Linked DNA regions of Macaca mulatta: region 1 is linked to region 2. A link is a contact called in public Hi-C data. All regions are on one chromosome and are shown on one strand. The core of a region is the stretch at or near the end of the contact, and the rest is flanking DNA. Distances in the headings are between cores, read along the strand shown.

The links. A called contact is a pair of places that touch in the nucleus more often than the background predicts.
Region 1: a contact with region 2 is called in a Hi-C map of CD4 T cells, with 3 times the contacts expected there. The contact joins the enhancer-like site here to the promoter of PCED1B in region 2. A contact is called at or near these places in 3 of 14 Hi-C or Micro-C datasets (CD4 T cells, blood and liver).

What each region holds. Positions count from the first base shown.
Region 1 is chr11:54,471,063-54,476,342 of T2T-MMU8v2.0, forward strand. No RefSeq gene overlaps it. Among named protein-coding and RNA genes, the nearest start is that of PCED1B, 180 kb to the left of the region's middle. Within about 2 kb of position 2,894, at least 3 of the 40 cell types and tissues checked have an H3K27ac peak or open chromatin away from gene starts, as enhancers often do. A contact at or near this core is called in CD4 T cells, where this site is marked.
Region 2 is chr11:54,286,857-54,292,057 of T2T-MMU8v2.0, forward strand. PCED1B (PC-esterase domain containing 1B) reads left to right here and starts at 2,752. Exons shown (of 3, transcript NM_001194048.2): 1 at 2,752-2,842.

The DNA.
Region 1 (5,280 bases), core at 1,644-4,143, 180 kb after region 2:
TTAAAGAAGTCTTTAAGTGTTTTCAAAATGTATTCAAAATTAAAAAATCATCCCATTGTTGTAATCAAGCGAGTTACAGAGAAACGCCACACTTCGAGACTAACTCAGGAGTCCTTTATTAGCTGGTGATCGAGAGAATGGCTGGCGCTCAAAATTCTCTCAGCCCCAAGAAGGGGCTAGATTTTCTTTTTTACTTTGGTTTAGAGAGGGGAGGGGGAGCCTAACTGTAAGCAATCTTACAGAAGTAAAACAGGCGAAAAAAGTTAAAAAGACAAATGGTTACAGGAAAGCAAACAGTTCCAGGTGCAGGGACTTTAAATTCATCACGAAGTGACAGGTGCGGGGGCTCTGGGTGCTATCTGACGGACACAAACGCGGGGGCTTTAGGGTACTATCACCAGGGCGAATTCCTGGGAACTGCGGACATAGCTTGCCACAGTACCTTATCAGTTAATTGCACTCTTTGATATCCTGGGAGTCAGCTTACACAAGTTAAGTCCTTGAGGAAGGGGGTGGGTAAGGAGCCCTTGACGTCTTGCAAATGAAGGTGCCAAATGGAGTCTGTCTGGCTTTCTCAGCTAAGGGAGAGTCTATTCATATGAAAACAAAGTAACGTATCACACCATAACCAAAAAATCAGTGTTTGTTTCCTACAATAAATTTTCAGTTTATACTGATTTCTTTCATCTCTTTCTGGTTTTGCCAACATTTTAGCATATCTGTTATTATTCTGCCAGTTTCTCAAATTGGGGCATTATATTCTAGGAATTTCCTTTATCAACCTAACTTTTCTAACAATTTAATAATTCATATTTACTTGTGGTGTGGTTGATACTGTAGCTTCCAGTTTATCACTTTACCAGTCTTTTCAGGTTTTTTTAAGCCATTAAAACAAAACCCTTTTATGACAGTTTTGGATTTACACTTGGTGAATATCAAACTTGAGGCATGGGTCACGAAAATCATTATAATACAATCTTCTGGGCACCCTCACTTCCTTTTTGCTTCCTTGGCTTGTTTTATCCCAAATTTGTTCTTGTGAGGAATTTTAAATGTCCATAATTTCTTACAGAATAGTTTGGGGATATAACTAATTTTTTCAGGTGCTTTTGAGTTCAAATTTTAAACTCTAATTTAAAAACAATCTCATTTGCTGTTGCTTACTTGAAAATACCAGTTGAAATTTCATCCTTTTATCTTAAGCCTTTACTATTTTAATCCAATTTGACTTAATACAATTTAATTTAAAGTTTTAATTGCTAGAAGTTTAAAATTAAGGCTGATAAACCATTTAAGAAATTTGCAAAATAATACTAAGGATTGAAAAATAGGAAAATGATATTTGAATTATTAAATGAAACAAGTTGTTGAATATTATTTAGTAAAAATTTAAAGTTGGATAAATTGGTCATTAAGAAACTGAAATGCAGGCTGGGCGCAGTGGCTTACACCTGTAATCCCAGCATTTTGGGAGCCCGAGGTGGGTGGATCACCTGAGGTCGAGAGTTTGAGACCAGCCTGACCAACATGGAGAAACCCTGTCACTACTAAAAATACAAAATTAGCCAGGCGTGGTGGTGCATGCCTGTAATCCTAGCTACTTGAGAGGCTGAAGCAGGAGAGTTGCTTGAACGTGGGGGCGGAGGTTGCGGTGAGCCGAGATTGGGCCATTGCACTGCAGCCTGGACAACAACAGTGAAACTCTGTCTCAAAAAAAAAAAAAAAGAAAAGAAAAGAAAAGAAAAGAAAAGAAAAAGAAACTGAAACACAGTTAATTGATCTCAAATCATTCTGTGTGTTTTGAAGATGCCATTCTGTTCTGAATCTGTAGTCAGCTCTTTCTCTTGCTCTTCTGCTAGTGATTAAAGGGTATGTTGTTTTTACAAATATTTCTGTAAAATTCAATTAAATCTTTATATTCTACTAAAAAAAATCAGAGTGTGTTTTGTGGTAGGCTTCCCAAATACAAATATGTCTAAGTCCTAATCCCTGGAACCTATGACTGTTGCCTTATATGGTAAATGGGTCTTTACATATGTGATTAAATTAAAGACCTCCAGATGGGGAGGTTATCTTGGATTATCCAGATGGACCCAATGTCATCATCAGATCCTTCTAAGAAGGACCTGGAAGGGTCAGAGTCAGAGAAGAAGATGTAATGACGGAAGCAGAGATTGGAGTGGTGATCGTTGAAGATGAAGAAGGAGACCACAAGTCAAGGAATACAGGCTGCCACCAGAAATTGGAAGAGTCAAAGTAATGGATTATGCCCTCAGGCCTCTAGAAGGAACCACCAGTCCTGGTGACTCCTTGACTTTAGCCCAATGAAGCAAACAGAGGACTTCTGACTTCTTGAACTGTAAGAGAATAAATTTGTGTGGTTTTAAGCCACTAAGCTTGTGGTAATTTGTTACAGCAGCAACAGAAAATGAATACAGGGTGTTATTGACACACCCTCTCATCTGGTTCTTCATCCTTTCCATGCACGGAGTTTTACAGCCAGGACTGTGGTCTACCAAGAATGTTGTTATTCTCAGAAAAGACTAGAAAAGTTCTGCCCAGACATCAGAGACCATTTCCATCAATCTCTTTCCTTGCTGCCATATGTCCACCTGAAACCAATGAGAAAAACAACTGTACAGAGACTTTTTGTTTTCCATTTTAGTGTTGTTCTAAGAAGTTACTAAAATACATCATGAAATTATCTCAGTTAAGTTTACCCAAAAGCTACGATGCACACTATTTTCAGCCCATCTATTCCCATCTCCAGCCATGCCTGGCTACATTTTTCCATAAAGCTCATCAGCTAGAATGTGCATCAGATAACAGTGCTAAATGATTCAAATAGAATATGGCCAGGGTTACAAAAAGCACCCAATTTGCCTGCATACACCCCTGCGAAATTCAGCTCCACAGATTTTTCCCTCTTTTGTTACCACTCCAGCAATCCCATGAGACAGACAGAAGTTGTCTAGCCCCAAAGGACCCACGAGATTAAATGACATCCCCAAGATCTTAGCCCAAGTAAAAGGTAAGTCCAGGACTCACATTCCTGACTAATTGAGGACCCAGCTTTGCACCTGTGGCTTGGAGCAGGCATGCACACACAGGTAGAATAGGTAATTTTAGCAGTGCTGCTACTAGAAGAAATTCAACACCCCCTGCTGGATCTAGCCTGAAGTGCCCTGGTTAGAACTTGATCCCCACAGCTAAGGCTTGAGTCCTTGTAATGCAAATACTCAGCATCCATGCTCCCTGCAATCCCAGCACCCACACCTTGCAGTCAGGAAGCTAGTTATTTCAGGACTCATGTGAATGCTGCACCTGATCCTCCCCAGGCTTCTGAGAAAGTCCACAGTTCACGGTAATGACTGCCATCCTCTCAGCCCGGCGACACCTGGCTCTCATCCAAGAATTGGCCACTGCACTGGAGATGAATTGTTTGGGGATGCCTTGAAGTTTGAGGATTGGGAGGAGACGTTGTGTTTGAATCCTGCCTAAAAGGAACTTACCAGAGATAAGATGCTGGAGAATCACAAGACCCAAGTCTCACTGGCATTTCCAAGTGTCCCAGTGTGATTTCTAAATTTCGAGAACTCTGGGTCTTGCTTTCCTGAAGAGCTAGGAAGAGAGAGTTTCTGATACTGACCCACCCAAGCCATGATGTTAGTAGCATTTTCTATCCACTGTGTCAGACAGCTACACCAAGACCAGCAAGGAGTCATCCACTTCAGAATGTGAGCCTGTGTAGCAGCAGATGGGTGTAAGACCTTCAGAGTCCCTTGAGGTACTTGGAAAGACAGCAGAAGGGGAAGAGAAGGAAAAACCCCTTCCTTGGGCATTGATTCCACCTGAGTAGAGATCAGGCAAGGAAAGTCTTCACCAGAGGGAGAGTATATAAAACAAAAAGTTGGAGAAAAATCTCAGCATTCTTAAAGGAGCACTCTATAAGAATTTTAAATGTGGATCCTCAGCTAAAACCATCAAACTTTGGAAAGGTGAAGAAATTGTACGTGTGTAATGAGTGTGGAAAGTCATTCCAGAAAAAAAAAAAACCACCATAAAATGCATATGAAAATACATACCTACTTGAGTTGTGAGGGTGGGAAACCTTTTTTTGCGGGGGTGGCGAGGGGATGGAGTCTCATTCTGTTACCCAGTCTGGAGCACAGTGTCACCATCTCTGCTCACTGCAACCTCCACTTCCTGGGTTCAAACGATTCTCGTGCCTCAGCCTCCTCAAGCAACTAGGACTACAGGTGTGTGCCACCATGCCCGACTAATTTTTATATTTTTAGTAGTGATAGGGTTTTGCCACGTTGGCCAGGCTGGTCTCAAACTTTTGACCTCAAGTGATCCGCCCGCCTCAGCCTCTCAAAGTGCTGGGATTACACTGTGCCCGGCCAGGGTGGGAAAGCTTTTATAACAGCTCGGTTCTTACTCACCTTTAAAAAATATAAACTGGGGATGACCATTTAAATGTAATCACTATGGAAAACCCTTTGGGCAGAACCCTGACCTTATTGAACATCAGAGAATTCTTATCACAGAGAAACCACATAAGTATGTGATGGGAAAAACAGTTAACTACAAGTCATGCCTTATTTAACATGAGGAACTAGATGGTAGAGAGAGCTTATTCCGGTAAAGAGGGTGCAGTCCTACAAACCTTAGGTAGGACAGGCAAATCCACATGTGCTCTGGGACATAAAATTATGCACTAGTATATGTTGTAGCAGACACCACAAAATCAAACCTCTAGAAATACAGTCATTATGGGAAATCCTTTTTTTGGGAATATAAATTTTATTACATATCAGATTATATTAAGGTGACGGTCATTGTGAGAAAATCTTTCTTTTTAAGGATACTTGCATATGGCTTACACAGGAGAGATAGATATATAAATAAATTTTTTTTTTTTTTTTTTTGAGACAAGGTCTGACTCTGTTACCCAGGCTGAAGTGCAGCGGTATGATCTCGGCTCACTGCAGCCTCTGCCTCCTGGACTGAAGCAATCCTCCTGCCTCAGTCTCCCAAGTAGCTGGGACTACAGGCATGCGCCACCATGCCTGGGTAATTTTTTTTTTTTTTTTTTTTGTAGAACAGGTTTTCACCATGTTGGCCAGGCTGGTCTCAAACTCCTGAGCTCAAGTGATCCTCCCACCTTGGTGTCCCAAAGTGCTGGGATTACAGGCGTGAGCCACCACACAGCCAGGAGATAGATTTCATAATAAAGTATGCAGATGTTAAAAGACACACTTAGGTACAACAAAATTT
Region 2 (5,201 bases), core at 1,502-4,001:
TGAAATCTACAGGACTAGGAAGATTTGCAATTCATTTATAGAATTGCTAGAACTAAATAATGGCAGATTTTCAAAGATATGTAATAGATTACTCTGAATTATAAAATATTAAGGCTATCAGTTGGGTTCTGCCTTGATTGTATTAAATTTCATGGTAATGACTGTACTAAAATTCATGGGGAAATGCAAGATAACATTATTGATGGCCATAGACAAGAGGATGAAAACAATGCACAATGTATGGAATTAATTTTAAGCCACACACTGAGTAGACAGTGATGTAAAGTAAAATGATATTTTTCAAGGAAAGACAATTATGTCACATTATAATCCAGTTTACATAAATAGCATACCATTAAAAATAAACTAAGTCTTCAGAGCATGTAATTCAGGACTGTTTTGAAATCTCTTACTCTTGTTGGTTAGTTATTTTGTACTGTAAGGGAGGGAAAATGGCTTCTTCCATACTTCTAGGTTCTTTGGCTGGGATACAAATTAAATTGACACAAAACAGATTAACAGAAGAAAAAACATTTTTGGCCAGGCTCAGTGGCTCATGCCTGTGATCCCAGCACTTTGGGAAGCTGAGGATCAAGGGAGGATCAAGGGAGGATCACTTGATCCCACGAGTTCAAGACCAGCCTGGGCGACATAATGAGACCAAATCTCAATTAAAAAAAAGAAAAGGAGAAAACATTTTTAATTATATGCACACACACTGGAATCCCACAAAACATGAGACTCAAAGAAAGGCCAGATGATGGAAGCTTATCCTGAGCTACAGGAAGGAATAGGGACTTGGGGCTTGCAGAGAACTAGTGACAAGTTATAGGAGGGTGATGAGAAGAAATGGATGGTGAATAAAGGTTGTCTTGTTATGTAAATGAAAAGTCTCCCAGGTAATAAAAGTTGTCTGAGAGCAGGACTCTTCCTGATACAGATACTTTGACTAATGTAGATTTCTTTTATAAATATAAATTTATTTTACAAAAGGACAGCTTTTCAGAGATACCCCTGTGTCTGCAGTTGCTCAGAATAATCAGCTCGAAATACGCCAAATAACCTATATTTTGGGGTGGCATATTTTTTATTTTTGAGATGGAGTCCTGCTGTCGCCTTGGCTGAGGTACAATGGTGCAATCTCAGCTCACTGCAACCTGCACCTCCTGGGTTGAAGCGATTCTCCTGCCTCAGCCTCCCAAGGAGCTGGGATTACGGGAACCTGGGGGTGGCACATTCTGATCTTCTGTAGTCATGCATTGGGATCTTCTGTAATCATGCATTTTCTCTCTCTTTCTCTCTCTTTTTTTTCTGATTCATTATTTCCTTTTCTTTTTCATCTTGGTATTTGTAGGGAAAGTGATATTCCCCTCCCCGAAATCATATTATTCCAGACAAAAGAAAACAAATGCCTACACTTATCTAATCGATCAGAAGACCACCTCCTCACCCCCGCTTTTTTTTTTTTTAAAGATGGAGTCTTGCTCTTGTCGCCCTGACTGGAGTGCAGCGGGGTGATTTCGGCTCACTGTAACCTCTGCCTCCCGAGTAGCTGGGATTACAGGCACCCGCCACCACGCCCAGCTAATTTTTGTATTTTTAGTAGAGACAATGTTTCACCATGTTGGCCAGCTGGTCTCGAACTCCTCACCTCAGGTGATCCAGCTGCCTCGGCCTCCCAAAGTGCTGGGATTACAAGCGTGAGCCACGGCGCCAGGTGAACAGTCTCCCTTTTAAGCACACTGTCCCCTTGAGTTACCTGCTGGTTTCAAGTGGAACACTAGGGGAGGAAGCAGAAAGTTCTTGTCTTGCTCTGCCACATACTGGATCTAGCTGAGGCCAGGGCTCAGGCCTGTGGTTTCCTGTAGTGTGGACTGGGCTATTTTTCCATCAAGAGGGCAGTGGAGAGATGAAGTGAAAGGATTTAAAAGCGGTTTGTGGCCTGGCGCGGTGGCTTACCCCTATAATCCCAGCACTTTGGGAGGCTGAGGCGGGTGGATCACCTGAGGTCAGGAGTTCACGACAAGACTGGCCAACATGGCAAAACCCCGTCTCTACTAAAAACACAAAAATCAGCCCGGTGTGGTGATGGGTGCCTGTAGTCCCAGCTTCCTGGAGCCTGAAGCAGCATTGCTTGAACCTGGGAGGCAGAGGTTGCAATGAGCCGAGACCACACCACTGCACTGCAGCCTGGGCAACAAGACCGAAACTCCATCTCAAAAAAAATAAATAAATAAAAATAAAAGTGGTTTGTAAACTGTAACACATTGCACAGAAACACAAGATTACTACTACGAAATATTAGTTAGAAAAGTAGAGTTCTTCTTACCATTTCCGTGTTTCTTCTCACTTCCTCCTTTCCTCTTCTGACCACCTCCTCAGCCGTGAACGCACCACACCAGCAAGAACAATAAGAGCCGAGGGTCTGAATTGTTTAATCAAAAGAAGAGTCAAAATAAGCTACACCCAGATTACTGAGAAAAGTGAAATGAAAACAAGCTCAAAAACAAATTCCAGGAAGATGCTGTCTTTGTATTGACTTACCATTTCATGTTTTCATACATGTCAAAGTCTTGAAGCTTCGGTCATTAGTCTTCTGCTTCCAAGAAGTAAATGCTGACTCGTGTCATTTGCCCCAGATGCCACCGGAAATGTCATCTTCTCCCCAGACGCTGGCTTGCAAGCATAGCAGCACCCAAAGGCTAACCTATTTCCCCTATAGCCCAAGCTCAGAGATCTCCCGTCTGGCCACAATGATCTACAGGAGAGGAAGAAAGCTATCTAGGGACGAATCTAGAATCAACTGAGAGAGATGCTTAAACATCACCAGTTACTTTAATGAGTAAGTACTTTTCAGTTTTTCCATTTTATTTGAAACATTAAGTTGGCATTTCTGACCAGCCTTTCTTGAGACTGTCATTTTTGGGGCACTTACTGTAGAGAGGAATCAGTACCCTAGCCTCCTCCAGCCCACCCCATGTAACGCTAAAGAGACAACTGGTGCTTGGCAATAACAAAAAATTAGTGATTGATAAACTAGTAAATTTATTAAAATGGACAGTGAAAGGAAACAACCAATTTAGTCGTGAACTGCAGAAGGGACGTGAGGCATTTGTTGTCTGAAATCTTGTATGTTGTGGTTGACCACAAAGGCTTGGCATCAGTTTTTACTTCCAGCACTGCTTCTTATGAAATGGATGACCTTGGGCAGATTACTCGATCTTTTAGCCTTAATTTTTAAATGTATAAAATGGAGAAAATTAAGAGTATGTAGTCCAGGTGCAGTGGCCCACACCTGTCATCCAAGCACTTTGGAAGGCTAAGGCAGGTGGATTATTTGAGTCTAAGTTCAAGACCAGCCTGGACAATATGATGAAACCCTGTCTCTAAAAAAACCTATAAAAATTAGCCGGGCATGGTGGCACAGGCCTGTAGTCCCAGCTACTAGGGAGGTTGAAGTGGGAGGATTGATTGAGTCTGCAGAGTGGCTGCAGTGAGCTATGATCTCACCACTGAATTCCAACCTGGGCAACAGAGCGAGATGAAAGAAAGAAAGAAAGAAAAGAAAAGAAAGAATTTCTTAGGGTTTGTGTGTGTGTGTGTGTGTGTGTGTGTGTGTGTGTGTGTGTGAGAGACGGAGTCTCACTCTGTTGCTCAGGCTGGAGTGCAGTGGCGCTATCTCAGCTCACCGCAACCTCCGCCTCCCGAGTTAAAGTGATTCTCGTGCCTCAGCCTCCCAAGTAGCTAGGATTACAGGCACACAACACCACGCCCAGCTAATTTTTATATTTTTAGTAGAGACAGGGTTTCACCATGTTGGCCAGGCTGGTCTTGAACTCCAGACCTCAAGTGATCTGACCCCCTTGTCCTCCCAAAGTGTTGGGATTACAGGCGTGAGCCACTGCGGCCTTCTTAGAGTTCTTAAGAAGAATAAAGAGATAAACTGGTAAAACATGTAAACACATTTTGGAGGGTATACTAAATAATGCCACTAAATAATTAATATTGCTAAATAATAAGTTAAATGCTTCATTTAACTAGAAATCTCCCTTAACCACTAAGCCCACTTTCCAGATATGTTAAGGTTGCTCCGAATAACAATAGCAGTGAACATTTGTAGAGTTTACACAGCATTTCATTTGATTTCCACAGTTAACTCTAAGGTAGGCAGTGCAGAGCTGTTGACTTATTTTTGGAGCTGGAGGAGAAGAGAGAAGCGGAAACTCGGCTGGACATGGCAGCAGGGAGAAAAGCCCCTAGGTCCGTGTTGGCACTGAAGTGGGGAAAACCATGGCCTGGGGAAAGGCCTAATGTGAGAAGTTAATTGGTGTGCCTGGGAAATAGGACATTCATTTCACTAGCACAGATTCTTGGTCCTCAGCTTCCTTAGTCCCTGGACCTTGCTTGTCCTTTCTTCCACTCCAAGCCATGGAGCTTGAAACTGGCGAGTCCTCAGTTGCACTGCCAACAGGCAAAGCAGTGGGAACTCAAGTTTCCAGAATCCTCTACAACATAGTGTGAGTAAAAGCCAAGGCAGAGACGGTGTCTTGCTCTGTCATCCAGGCTGGAGTGCAGTGGTGTCATCACAACTCACTGCAGCTACAAACACCTGGGTTCAAGATATCCTTCCACCTCAGCCTCCTCCTGAGTAGCTGGGACTACAGGCGTGTGCCACCACATCCTGCTAATTTTTAATTTTTAATTGTTTTTGTTTTTGTTTTTTTTGTAGAGACACGGATGTAGCTTTGTTGTCCAGGCTTGGCCTGAATTCCTGATCTCAAGCAATCCTTCCTCCGTGGCCTTCCCAAAGTGTTGGGATTTCAGGTGTGAGCCACTCTACCTGGCTGAGACTTGCTCTTATAATCTCATTTTTAAATTCAAAAAATGTTTTCCATAGGTGGGCTATCTATGGAAAAAGGTGGCTCAGGCCTGTAATCGCAGCACTTTGAGAGGCCTAGGTGGGTGGATCACCTGAGGTCAGGAGTTCGAGACCAGCCTGGCCAATACAGTGAAACTCCATCTCTACTAAAAATAGAACAATTATCTGGGCATGGTGGCAAATGCCTGTGATCCCAGCTATTCCGGAGATTGAGGTAGGAGAATAATTTTAGCCCGTGAGACATTGGATGCAGTGAGCCAAGATCACATCACCGCACTCTAGCCTGGGCGACAGAGTGAGACTCTATCTCAAAAAACAAAAA